2 separate regions of the Sus scrofa genome follow, and region 2 is linked to region 1. A link is a contact called in public Hi-C data. All regions are on one chromosome and are shown on one strand. Each heading gives the region's core, a stretch centred on a gene start, on an enhancer-like site or on the middle of the called end of the contact. The rest is flanking DNA. Distances are from core to core; before and after follow the strand shown. Region 1 holds the start of FER1L5 (fer-1-like protein 5). Region 2 overlaps KANSL3 (KAT8 regulatory NSL complex subunit 3).

Evidence for each region. A called contact is a pair of places that touch in the nucleus more often than the background predicts.
Region 2: a Hi-C map of skeletal muscle shows a contact between it and region 1, with 4 times the contacts expected there. The contact joins the enhancer-like site here to the promoter of FER1L5 in region 1. A contact is called at or near these places in 1 of 5 promoter capture datasets (liver), 4 of 47 Hi-C or Micro-C datasets (embryonic fibroblasts, liver and skeletal muscle) and 2 of 2 datasets of contacts at active chromatin or transcription factors (alveolar macrophages and skeletal muscle).

The regions. Positions count from the first base shown.
Region 1 is chr3:56,956,440-56,962,408 of Sscrofa11.1, reverse strand. FER1L5 (fer-1-like protein 5) reads left to right here and starts at 2,829. Exons shown (of 55, transcript XM_021088398.1): 1 at 2,829-2,864; 2 at 3,109-3,381. The coding sequence starts at 2,829. KANSL3 (KAT8 regulatory NSL complex subunit 3) reads right to left here and starts at 3,226. Exons shown (of 23, transcript XM_021087273.1): 1 at 2,884-3,226; 2 at 2,116-2,238; 3 at 1,975-2,113. The coding sequence starts at 2,188.
Region 2 is chr3:57,001,118-57,007,086 of Sscrofa11.1, reverse strand. It overlaps KANSL3 (KAT8 regulatory NSL complex subunit 3), which reads right to left. Exons shown (of 23, transcript XM_021087273.1): 23 at 1-4,250. The coding sequence ends at 4,230. Among named protein-coding and RNA genes, the nearest start is that of FER1L5, 45 kb to the right of the region's middle. Within about 2 kb of position 3,301, at least 4 of the 83 cell types and tissues checked have an H3K27ac peak or open chromatin away from gene starts, as enhancers often do. A contact at or near this core is called in skeletal muscle, where this site is marked.

The sequences.
Region 1 (5,969 bases), core at 1,580-4,079:
AAAATGTAGTGATCTTTTTTAAATATAAATCCAATCTCTAGCTTAAAATCTTTCAATAATTTATTACCACTCTTAGAATCAAATTCTTATACGAGGAGTTCCTGTCGTGGCCAGGGGTCAACGAATCCGACTAGGAACCATGAGGTTGAGGGTTCGATCCCTGGCCTTGCTCAGTGGGTGAAGGATCCGACGTTGCCATGAGCTGTGGTGTAGGTTGCAGACACGGCTTAGATCCCGCGTTGCTGTGGCTCTGGCGTAGGCTGGTGGCTACAGCTCCGATTCGACCCCTAGCCTGGGAACCTCCATATGCCGCAGGAGCGGCCCTAGAAAAGGCAAAAAGACAAAAAAAAAAAAAAAAAAAATTCCTACATGAGGTAGCCTCTGCCAACTTCTCCCCTAGCTCCCACTTATACCCCCATTGCAACCACATTCCAGACTCAATGGTCTGAAAAGAGTTCCTAGAACATGCCAAACTCCCTCTTGCAAGGCCTAGATATAAGAGGAAATAATTTTCTGAATACTGAAATGACCAAGTCCACAGACTCTCACGTTAAGAAAATATCCTGAGATGTGAACATAGAAATTTCAATGTTTGTAAGAAGCTATTACATATCTAAGAGAAAGACCTCAAAAAGGAGCTCTTCAGTTATGCCCTAAACCAGAGGCATTAGGATTATACTGGATTATTCCCTAAATCACAGATCCCATGTCCTGTACATCCAAAAAAGGCAACAAAACATTGCCCTCATTGGGAAATGAAATAAAAACCTCTATTATACAGGCATTTATTTAAAATACACATGTCATGATATTTCTAACTCATTAAGGCTCACTAGGAGAACCTAAAAAAGCAAAACACAAGATCTCTACTCCCCAACAAACCAAAAACCTGTGCTAGAGGGAAAATTAAACATCAGGTCAAATTAAAACAAACAAAACAATCTCTTCTCCAAAAAAATTTATAAATTTATTAAGGACATGATTTGATCAGTATAGAATATATCAATAAATCTTGAAACACAAGTAAACAGAACACCTTAAAGCTCAAAAGAATTGCTAAACGGGGATTCCCTTGGGGCACAGTGAGTTAAAGACTGTTGTCACTGCAGCAGCTTGGGTCACTGCTATGGTACAGGTTCGATCCCTGGCCTGGGAAATTCTACATGCCACAGTATCATATATCACATGGTAAGTTTAGGGAAAAAATTCCTTACCCTGAAATATAACCAGGCCTAAGTAGGGTTACAATCAACCCATGGTTGGAGTTCCCATTATGGCTCAGTGCTTAAGTAAGGAACCCAAGTAGTACCCTTGAGGACTCGGGTTTGATCCCTGACCCCACTCAGTGGGTTAAGGATCCGGTGTTGCTGTGGCTGGGTTGTAAGCCGGCAGCTACACTTGTGACTTAACCCCTAGCCTGTGAACTTCCAGATGCCACGGGTGCGACCCCAAAAATACAAAAAAAAAATCAACCTATGGTGACAGTTCTGTAAGAAGCTAAGACAGAAACCAAGGTCTTGGGCATATATATATGCTCCTAAACAAGGTGACCCCAGTAAAAGTAAATTGAACTACCAAAAAGGTTACTGTTGCCAGTGCTGGAGCCAGGAACTCTGTCTGGACTAAAAGAATAAATCTAATCCTATGCGGCAATTTTTAAAAACTAACTCTTTGGTATTTTTCTTCACAATTTAAATAATGCTATTCAATTCCTCTTTCCACACGAGTCCTATTACCTAAGTGCAGTAGGCTGTTTGCCTTCCTTTGAATATCTTGCCTTCCTAACTCATTAGATGTCCTGAATGCAAGATGTCTACATACAGGCCTATCTGCTCGCTGCTTAACAGCAACGCCTGAATTTAACATCCAAGCCCCTCAGACAATCTCCCACAATAAAATCCTCTTTAATCCCCACCATCTGTTCCCTGTCCAATTAGGGCAATGGCAGCCCTTAAGAAAGAAGCCCAAACTCACATGGTACTTTCGTGCTGCCTCCGGGGAGTAACAAAGAGCATGCGGGTGGGGCGGGCACTACTGGCATCTGGGTGGGCACTCCAAGGCTTGGCATAGCTATGGTCCAGAAACACTAGGTCCAGCTCCCGCTCATGCACGAAAGCTGGAAGAGCAACGAGGTGCCCATGCGCCGCGCTGAGGTCTGGAAGTCCCTCTCCCCACCTCGGTGGGCCATGTCAGAAGAAGGGCAGCAGGTCAGAGAATGGCTATCTGCATGCTAGTCACCTGCAGTGAAAAGTTTCAGTTTTAGTCAATTCAGATGCTCTGAATCTCTTGCAGCCTATACTATCTAATGTGCTTACTTTTTTGACCTTCTATCATGTATAACTGAGGATCCATCAAATCACAGACCCTTGCCCATGTAGGGAGCGCTCCTAAGAGTCCTCAAAAGGCTATGGCACCATCTTCCTCTTCAATTTCTACAAAATTCGGTTCATTGGGAAGCTGAGGGACTCCAAGGTCTCACATGGACAAATACTAAATTTGCTTGGCCAGCATCAGTTTCCCCTGTGGCTGGCATGGGTTTGGGCAAACAAGAGGAATCAAAAATATTGATTCTTCCAAAGCTAAGGGTCTCCAGCTTCACACTATTCCCGGAAGCTTCACTGGGCCGCCTCCAGTCACAAAATAAGAGCATCCTGGGTAACAGCTGGGCAACGTGGGCTCCAAGGAGGCCCTCGAGGTCCCTTGTCTACGTTAAGCAAAAGTTTTGCAACTACTTCATAACGCTCTGGAGTTTTAAGACACAGACGAGAGCTCCTTCTCAAAGCCTGTAACAAAATGCTAAGCCAGGAAGACCCCCCCCCTCACCGTAGATGGGGTGGTCCCCCAGGAACGGCCCGCTACTCCAGGTACCCCGGGGGGTCCCACCCTTGAGCCTCAAAACCGCCACAGCTGGCAGGCAGGGCTTGTAATTCACACTTTACAGACGAAGGCGCCAGCTCAAGGAGACGGAGTGAATTGGCCAAGGTCACCGAGAGTTCGCGACGAGGAGGAGCCGCCAGGAACCCGCCTCCCGCCGGCCCGGGCCCAGCTCAGCTCCCGCGTCACGGCAACCCCAGTCCGCCCCCTGCCCCACACGGCCGTCTGACCCAGGCCGCCCGGGCCCCGGGCTCCAGCCCCCTGTCCCCGCATGACCGGAGAGTCCGGAGGTTCTCGCTGAGACCCCCGCCCGCCAGACCAGCGCCGCCACCGCCGGGGCCCGCCACCCCCTGCCAGGGCCGCGCCTCCCCTCACCCGCAGTCGTCGCGCCGCGCGCTCGGCCCGGGCCGGATCCCAGCGCGCGTGCGCGTTACCGCCTCCTCGCCCCGGAGCTCCGGGCACAGAGCGAAACGCGGAAGCGGATCACGGCCTGGGAAGGGAGGGGCGGTGAGCTGCAAAACCGGGAGAGGATGTAACTGCGCGGGAAGAGGAGCCCCGGGAACGCGTGCGGGTCTCTGCCGCTCACAGCGCGGAATTCCGAGTTTCGGCCTTCTGCATCTTCAGCAGGGAAAGCGAGGGCGAGAGAGGAGGCTGGCTTCTGCAGCGTCCGTTCTCAGTGACCGCCACGGTTGCTTTGCCAGGTCCCTAGCCAGGGCTGGGAGGGCGTGCAACCTACTTTCCGCTTCTCCCAGATCAGTCCCACCTAAGCGTGCAGTATTTACTTCAAATACTGTGCGCCTGAAACTAGCACAATGTTGTAAAGCAACTATACTTAAATGTAAAAAAAAGTTAGGAATTCCCTTGCGGCGAAGCGGGTTAAAGATCCGACGTTGTCACTGCAGCTGATCCGGTACTACTGTGGCGTGTGTTCCATCCCTGGCCAGGGGAACTTCTATGTGCCATGGGTGCGGCCAAAAAAAAAAAAAAAGAAGAAGAAGAAGAGATCACTTAAGCAACAACCACAATAAAAATAAGTGCGAAAATAAAAGAAGTGCTGTGTGCCTTAAACTGCTCTAAAAAATATATTAAACAATAGAATAAAAGAAAAATTTATCCAGGGCTTTGCGTAGATGTGTCCAGATCGCCCTAAGCAGTGCTGCTTAGACCTGGAGGTTTGGAATCTCAGCTCCTGCACCTAACTCCCTGCTTTTATGACCCCAGTGAGATCTCAGTGTACCCTCTTCATCTCTGAAAGTGCAAATACTTACTCACTGGGTGGCGGAGAGAATGATAAGAACAGAAATTTATAGAAAAAGATTTCCAGAGTGGGAATATGAGTGGAATCATGAAGATGAAGTCACCTAAGTTTGGGCTGAAAGGACCAGGCCACTGCAGAGAGATTGGAAAGGTTGCTAAGGACCTACAGAGAGAGAGTGAATGGACCAATTACAGCCCAACACCACTTTCTTTGGCCTACACGCTACTTTTTTAAAATTTTATTTCATCGCAAATATGTATTTAATTATTTACTGCAAATATTTAAATTTGGGAGATTTCATGCAAAAATCCAGATATACAGATCTCTTAAAAAATTGGAGACTGTGGCAGCACTGGACTCATGTTCCTGTGTGGCAGGTATACAGGCTGCATATATGCTCACTCTGACCAGCTTCTCTAGGCCTCCTTGGCCCCTGTGGCATTTGATTCATCACCCACCCCGTCTACACCATTGTGCGCAGTGCTGGGGCTAGGGGGTTAAATGCAGGTATCCCTACATGGAAAACATGATGGGGGACAAATCCAATCATTTAGAGTGCTTAGTGGATTGGTTCATTTTGGTTGCCCCATCAGGGCAGGAGTGAAGTGAGACAACCAACGTGCAATGCTGAAGAAAACAAGAGTGCAGAGAGCAACCCAAAGAAAGATACACAGTGCTCTAGAAGGCCTCAGCGATGCTACCTGCAAACCTGGGTGCCCAGAGGAAAGTGGGGGAGGGTGGGGAGGCAGTGGAGAGAAAGGAGGCAAAACCTGTGGTCATTTCACAATTCTAGACTGTTTCCAAGAGGACAATGTGTGTTCTCTATAGCAGGCATATGGAAGTTCCCAAGCCAGGGGTTGAGCCACAGCCACTGCAGAAGCAACGCCAAGTAGTTATGTTGTGAGCCACACAGGAAGTCCTCAAACTCTTACTGCTTGATTTGCAGTTTTTCTTTCTATGCCCATGACAGACATGATTAATCAAGCACCGTTCATTCTGAACCCAGATGCAACTTCAGAGCAATTTTCTCCACACAGGACTCCAGGCTTTCACTACCCATTGATTAGAGTTGGCTACCTCTTCTCTATAATGCTTCTCCTTCCTCCGATATCCCATAGGACACACTTGACCTTCATTCATTTGCAAATATTGCTTAAATTTCTACTATATGCTAAGTACTGTGCCAAGTGCTAAAGACACAGCACTGAAAAGGCATATTTCTTTTCAGTCTATATAAATAATTAATTTATAGTTGTGATAATAAGGGCTAGCATTTAGAGAATGCCAGTCAAGTTCTAAGTGATATAAATGACCTACTTCATTTAATCCTCTCAATGACATACATGCTAGGTTCTCTTATAATCATGTCCAGAGAGGCAAAGTGTTTTGCCCAAGGTTATGCAGCTAGTAAGTATCAAAGGCAGAACCAGAACCAGTCTGGCTCCAGAACCTAAGCATTTAATCCCCTCACAACTCCACCCCCCCACCATGCCTATTCGAAGTGGACAGTGATGAAAGCATGTAGAACAGTGAGCTAGCCTTGGCTTGGGCAATGGGGTGGATGTCAAGGTGACTTTGAACCTGGAACCAAAAGAAGAGAAAGAGGTAGCATGGTAGACATTGGGTGCAAAGCTCTCTGGAGTTGGAACAGCAAAGACAAAGACTCTCAGGCAGAAAAGAGCATTAAAACGTTTAAAAAAGAAGAGTTCCCTTGTGGCCCAGAAGGTTAAGGATCCTGTGTTGTCACTGCAGTGGCTTGGGTCACTGCTGTGGCTGGGGTTTGATCCCTGTCCTGGGAACTTCCACATGCCTTGGCTGGGGTCAAAAATTTAAAAAA
Region 2 (5,969 bases), core at 2,052-4,551, 44 kb before region 1:
TAGCAGTGGGGAGGAGTGGACTATAAAGAGGTAATATGAAGATCTTCCCGGTGATGGGGCAGTTCCGTACCCTGATTACGATTACTGGGATAAAATGACCAAGAACTATACACACACACTGTACCAATGTTAACTTTTGGCTCTGATACTGTGCTATAGTTACATGAACTTTAAGTATTAAGGAAAACTGGATGAGGGGAACATGGGACCTCCCTATACTATCAGTGCAAGTTAAACAGAATCAAACACACATCTCAACAGCCCAAAATGTTTAAAAAATCCCTTCTATCTCAGAAAGGTAATAATATGAACCATATGACCTTTTTTTTTTTTTTCCCCCTGCCATTTCTTGGGCCACTCCCACGGCATATGGAGGTTCCCAGGCTAGGGGTCGAATCGAAGCCATGGCCACCGGCCTACGCCAGAGCCACAACAACGCGGGCTCCAAGTCGCATCTGCAACCTACACCATAGCTCATACACGGCAATGCTCACGGCAACACCAGATCCTTAACCCACTGAGAAAGGCCAGGGATCGAACCCACAACCTCATGGTTCCTAGTCGGATTCTGAACCATTCATCCTCTGGATGCTATTCTTAGACTGAGGTGAAATTTGATAAGAAGAACCCACCCACTCTTAAGTGGGTTCACTCAATCAGGTTCACTGTGTTCAGAATCTGAACGGAAAAGACAGAAACCAGCCACTCACAAAGGGATGAAAAAAAGTCCTGTGACAACAGGATCAACACTGGTCACTGGCAATTCCAAGGCAAGTGATGTCATGAGGCAAGTAGCAGACACTGTCAGGCTCCGTCAGTGAGAATGCCTATTGAGAGAATACTGATGAGTGGTGAACAGTTCCTACTTCCTGCAACCATCAACCCTGACGAAAACATACACTTCAGAAAGGAAGATAAAAAGCTAGCATAACTTCTTTTGCATCATAATATGCTATGGCCTGCTCCCTATACTGCAAGTTTAAGACAGCTTTAGAGTAAACAATCCAATCCTCATCTCTCACTTTACCTGACCACCCAAGCCAGTGAGATCAGAGTTGAAAGTGAAGGAAAGAACACACTAGGTCTCTATTAAGGATGATAACACGATGAGCACATGCGTGCCAGAACCTCCGAGCTGTCTACCAGAACTATGGCTTCCACCCACAGAGGGTTGCAATGCTGAATGTCAGGACCTGGAATTAAGGGCAGGAAGGAAAGTCCTCTTGGATACTGGTTCACAGATTATGTGGAGAATGGAATTCATTTATTCATCTCTTAAGTCGTTATTTATTTACTTGAGGGGCACAGAGATATAGGACGTGCAAAGGGATTTCGATCTCTCAGGACCGAGGGCAAGGGACCCCACCTCCCAATTCAGGCCCAGCCAAGCGCCCACCATGGCAGCAGCAATCACGCTAGGCCTGGTGGGAAATAAACTGAAAGGGGTCACACGAAGGCCAAGCCACCCTCTCCTCACCTCCTGTGCTAATCTCCACTTCGGCTTCCCATCTCAGAACCCCAGCAGAGTGCAGAGAAGAACAGACACTGGCATCAGACTGCCTCGGCTCAGTCCTGCTCCTGCCACTTCCTGCTGTGACTTCTCTGTGTCAGTTTCCTCGCCTGTAAAAGGGAATTACAGTACCCACCGCATGGCACCACGCATCAGTAAGACGATCATTGGCATTACCACGATATCTTAGCTTTTATTTTCTGTGCCACTTCATCTGGGTGGTTACCAGAATAAATATAAGTCAACTGAAAACAAGCTGAAGCAACCCCAAATTGATTTTTATTTTTTATTGTTTTGGCTAATGTAGGAACAGAACCATCACAGCAGCTCAGCTCTATAACCCATCTAGCCCAAGACCATTCTAGTAGTAGAGCCAAAAACAGACAGAAGGTCTTCCTCCTCAAAGCAGAAGGATATCTTGCGTAGAGCATCACCATGCACCTGTCATCTAGGAATTTCACTAAAGCCCTCTCGATCCTTCTACATTTCTGGCCAGTAGTAAGACCTTCTGTAGTGGAGTCCAGGTCTGCTACGTGATAGGCAGAGGAAAGCTTCCTTTACACCTCAAGAAGTGTGTTGGAAAAGTATGGAATTGGAGAACATGATTCTATAGACTTCAACCACTTCCCCTTTTGGCCTGTCCCTCCATGGTCAAGAAAAACAAGGTTCTCACAACTCCCCTTCTCCAGTTTTGGCATTCTTCACAGTGTACAATCCAAGCCTTAGGAAATCATCCCTAGCAAGCATACTATGATTTATACCAACCTAGGACAAGGCGTTAGTTTTTCCTTTGGCCCTGGCGCACACTGGGCCAGCATCTTTCAGGAGAAGCCCCTTCAGTGCTGTTAGGCTGCACTCCTAAGTCATGAATGGGTTGTTCAGGAACCTCTGATTCTTAAAAGCTTCACACAGTCTCACGGTTGCAGTGTCCTCAGTTCGTATTGGTGTGTTATTATCCTAACTGTGAAGTTATTAACCACTGACCCTGGATGTCTCTTTTATAACTTCCTCAAACTTACTAAATGCCTCCTGAATTTCAGAAAACAGTTACCTGTCAGCTAATACAAGAAGGCAGCCTAACTCTGTGTGAATCACTGCTGAGACCAGCTCTGCAGAAGGTTATAGAGGGAGCGGATAAGCTGCCCTCTCCGCTCCCAGCACAATCACCCCTGGCCCTGCCTGCTCCTCCCCAACCTGCCTTGTCTGAGACTCCTCCACATGTTCCCGGCTGCCACTCACAGGCAGGTGAGGCTCCTGGACTGAACGCAGGTAGCCTGGTTGGGAGATATGCTGCACCATGGCTCAGAACTCTGGACCACAAGTCTGGCCATGGCAGGGTGTAGGCCCTCCCTGCCTACAGATATTCAACAGTTGTGTCTGGGTGGCTTTATCTGTCGCCTTGGCTGGAAACATTCTAGAGTACAGACGAGAAGGGAGCCTGCTCTGGAGGATAGACTCGAAGCCAAATCTAAAAACTCTCTTGCACACAAGTACTCCAAGGAGGTAAGAAGAGGTTCAGAGCTCCATCTTTAGCGATCACATCTCAGGAACGAACCTTCACCTCCAGTGTTCAGGCCAATACCAAGAGCCCTGCACAGTAGGGTCAAGGACAATAATCTTCCCACTTCTAAGCAAGAAGACAAAAAGTCACACAGAACAGAAACAGAAATCCTGAAGCACGGCCTTCGTTGTCCTGATGCCCAAGCTTCCTGCAACAGGCAAGATGTGACTCCAGCAGTTTACCTGTTTCACTTCCAAGCACTGGAGACAGCAACTTCAGGGGTTGGGTTTCTTCCCTCTAGTTCAGCAAATTCTTCTCATCTCCAATTGCATCGACAGTTCCTTAGCCTCAACCCCAAACTGTTTTCACCAAGGAATTACTGACATGCCCTTCAAGCCATTTCATTTGCTCTTCCCTCCTCTTCTTCAGCCTTTCCAGACCTTGAGGCTTTCTGGATACAGGAACTGCCCAAAGCGTGATGGAAAAAAGAAAGAAGGCAGTTTCCGCCTCCTGGCAACTGCTGCTCCCCACAGTTTTCAGGCCAAAGGGACTGAAAAATGATCGCCCAGTTCTCTTTGCTCACTGGTGTATTTGAACTGAGGAGTCCCCAGGGCTCAGCGGGCTGCCTGGCATCCAGTGTGCTTCCTAAGAGGGAGCTGTACAGGGAGCACTCCTCCCATGGCAGCTCAGTGGAGACGACAGTGATGCACAAAACAAGCCCTTCTGACACCACCAGCCAGTGGGCCAGGACGATCCTGGTCCTCAGCAAAGGGCTCTCAATCCCAATGCCTGCAGCCCCAGATCACATGGATGTCTCCTCCTGACTTGGCTCAGGGCAGCATGGACTTCGAAGAGGAACTCCTTTATTTCAAGGCAGTGAGTAGTCCAAAACTGCCACTTGTCAAGCTACAGCTAATGCTGGAGAAGTGCCTCGGAGCCATGCACAGCCAGATCTGCTGCGGACCTGGGGATTCTGGAAGCCAGACCTGTAGAAGGCAAGCCCCCCCCGCCTTGCTGGCACCAGGTCACCTTGCCTAATGGTCATACAAGACCCAGAGGCCCAATCCTGAAGACAGTTGTCAGAGAGGCAAAAATGACTGTGTGAAAGAGATCTTCAGACAGTGGACAGCTAGCTCAGCAGGACAGCACATGTGCCCAGGTCTCCCCGTCCAGCAGCCATCACCAACCTGATAAAGGAGGACACACTGCACGGCATCTTCAGGGTGCTGGAGGCAGGCGCTGTGGCAGGAGAGGCAGTGAACAAGGGTCAAAACATTGCCAGGTTAACACATCTGGACCCTCTGACCCAATTATCCCACTCCTGAAAATTTATTCCAAAGCCATAATTCTCTGACAGGGAAAAGGCTGGATGCACAAGGATATGGGTTCTAGTGGCCAGTGATTTAATAATAGGACATGGCCTCTGGAGTCAGAGACCCCACCTCTCCCACCTTCTAGGGCAAGTGGTTTATGCTCTCTGAGCCTCCTTTTCCTCTTCTGTTAGACAGAGGTGACAGCACCTACTCCCCAGGTTGTTGTGAGATTAAATGAGACAGCCTGTATAAAGCACCTAGAATATGTGTTCAACCACAAACATTAGCTCTTATTATGTATAAGAACAAGAGAATGCAGAAGAAAAGAAACAGGTGAACCGTTAAGGGTGACAGTTAAAGGGAAATTTTCCAAGACTTTACTAAAATATTACTGTTTTAGGTCTTGCTTTTTTTTTGTTTTAATGGCTGCACCCACAGCATATGGAGGTTCCTAGGCTGGGGTCGAATAGAGCGGCAGCTGCCAGCCTACAACCACAGCCACAGCAACACAGGATCCAAGCCGTGTGTTTGCAACCTACACCACAGCTCAGGGCAACGCTGTACATGTCCTTAACCCATCTGACGAGCCCAGAGATCGAATCCACATCCTCATGGATACTAGTCAGATTTGTTTCCACCAAGCCCCAATAGGAACTGCCAGGTCTTATCCATTTTTTAAGTGCTGTGGAAGATGCCATAATTTGTTGAGCCCTGCAGCTTAGGAAGAAGGAAGCAAGGCAGAGATAGACCTTTCTTCATGAGGATTTTCCCTACTTCTCTAGATTTCACCTTTGGAAAACTCCTAAGAGATCTCTGAGGATGTGGTAAGAGGGGAAGATGGAGGCACAGAAGAGACATGAGGAAGGGCTTCACAATTAAACCTTGAAAGAGTCCGCCTCCCTGCTGCCCACCCTGCCCAGAGGCAGGCTGTGTGGACGAGCACTGGGTCCTGCCCAGGCACACACTGCAGTGAGCCCACTCTCTGGGGCTGTGGTGAGGGCTCCAGCAATGCCCCCTGGCTGGGCGGACAGCTGCAGGGGCCGTCTGCCAGCCTGAACAGCTGTGTGGCCAGAGAGAGAAAAACCTTATGGCCGCAGGCAAGGAGTCCATTCCTGGGACCCTGACGCAGGGCACAATGCAATCCCTGTCCCTCCCCTTTCTCCTGCAGCTTCTCAGCTGTAGGAGCTACACAACAGTCCAGTTCCTTAAAGGAAACACAAAGTAAACAGTCATCACCACCAGAAACCAAACAGATAATTAAGTGCTTGCATGGACATTAGAGGAATCTAGCCAGTGTTTACAACCTTTTTTCTTTTTAAATGCATTCTCTCCATAAATGCTGCAATATATAACACAAAAATAAAGGATTTTTTTTTCAAGTTTAAAACCATTATCACACATTAAAAAGGTTAACAATTCCTTAATATCAGCAATTATCCAGGCAGCGTTTAAATTTCCAATTATCTCATAAATATCATAAATGGGCAGTTTGTTTCTCAACCTTTGAAAAAAACATCTTCCCAGGAGTTTCTGTCGTGGCTCAGCAGAAACGAATCTGACTAGCATTCATAAGGACGCAGGTTTGATCCCTGGCCTTGCTCAGTGAGTTAAGGATCCAGCGTTGTCATGAGCTGTGGTGTAGGTC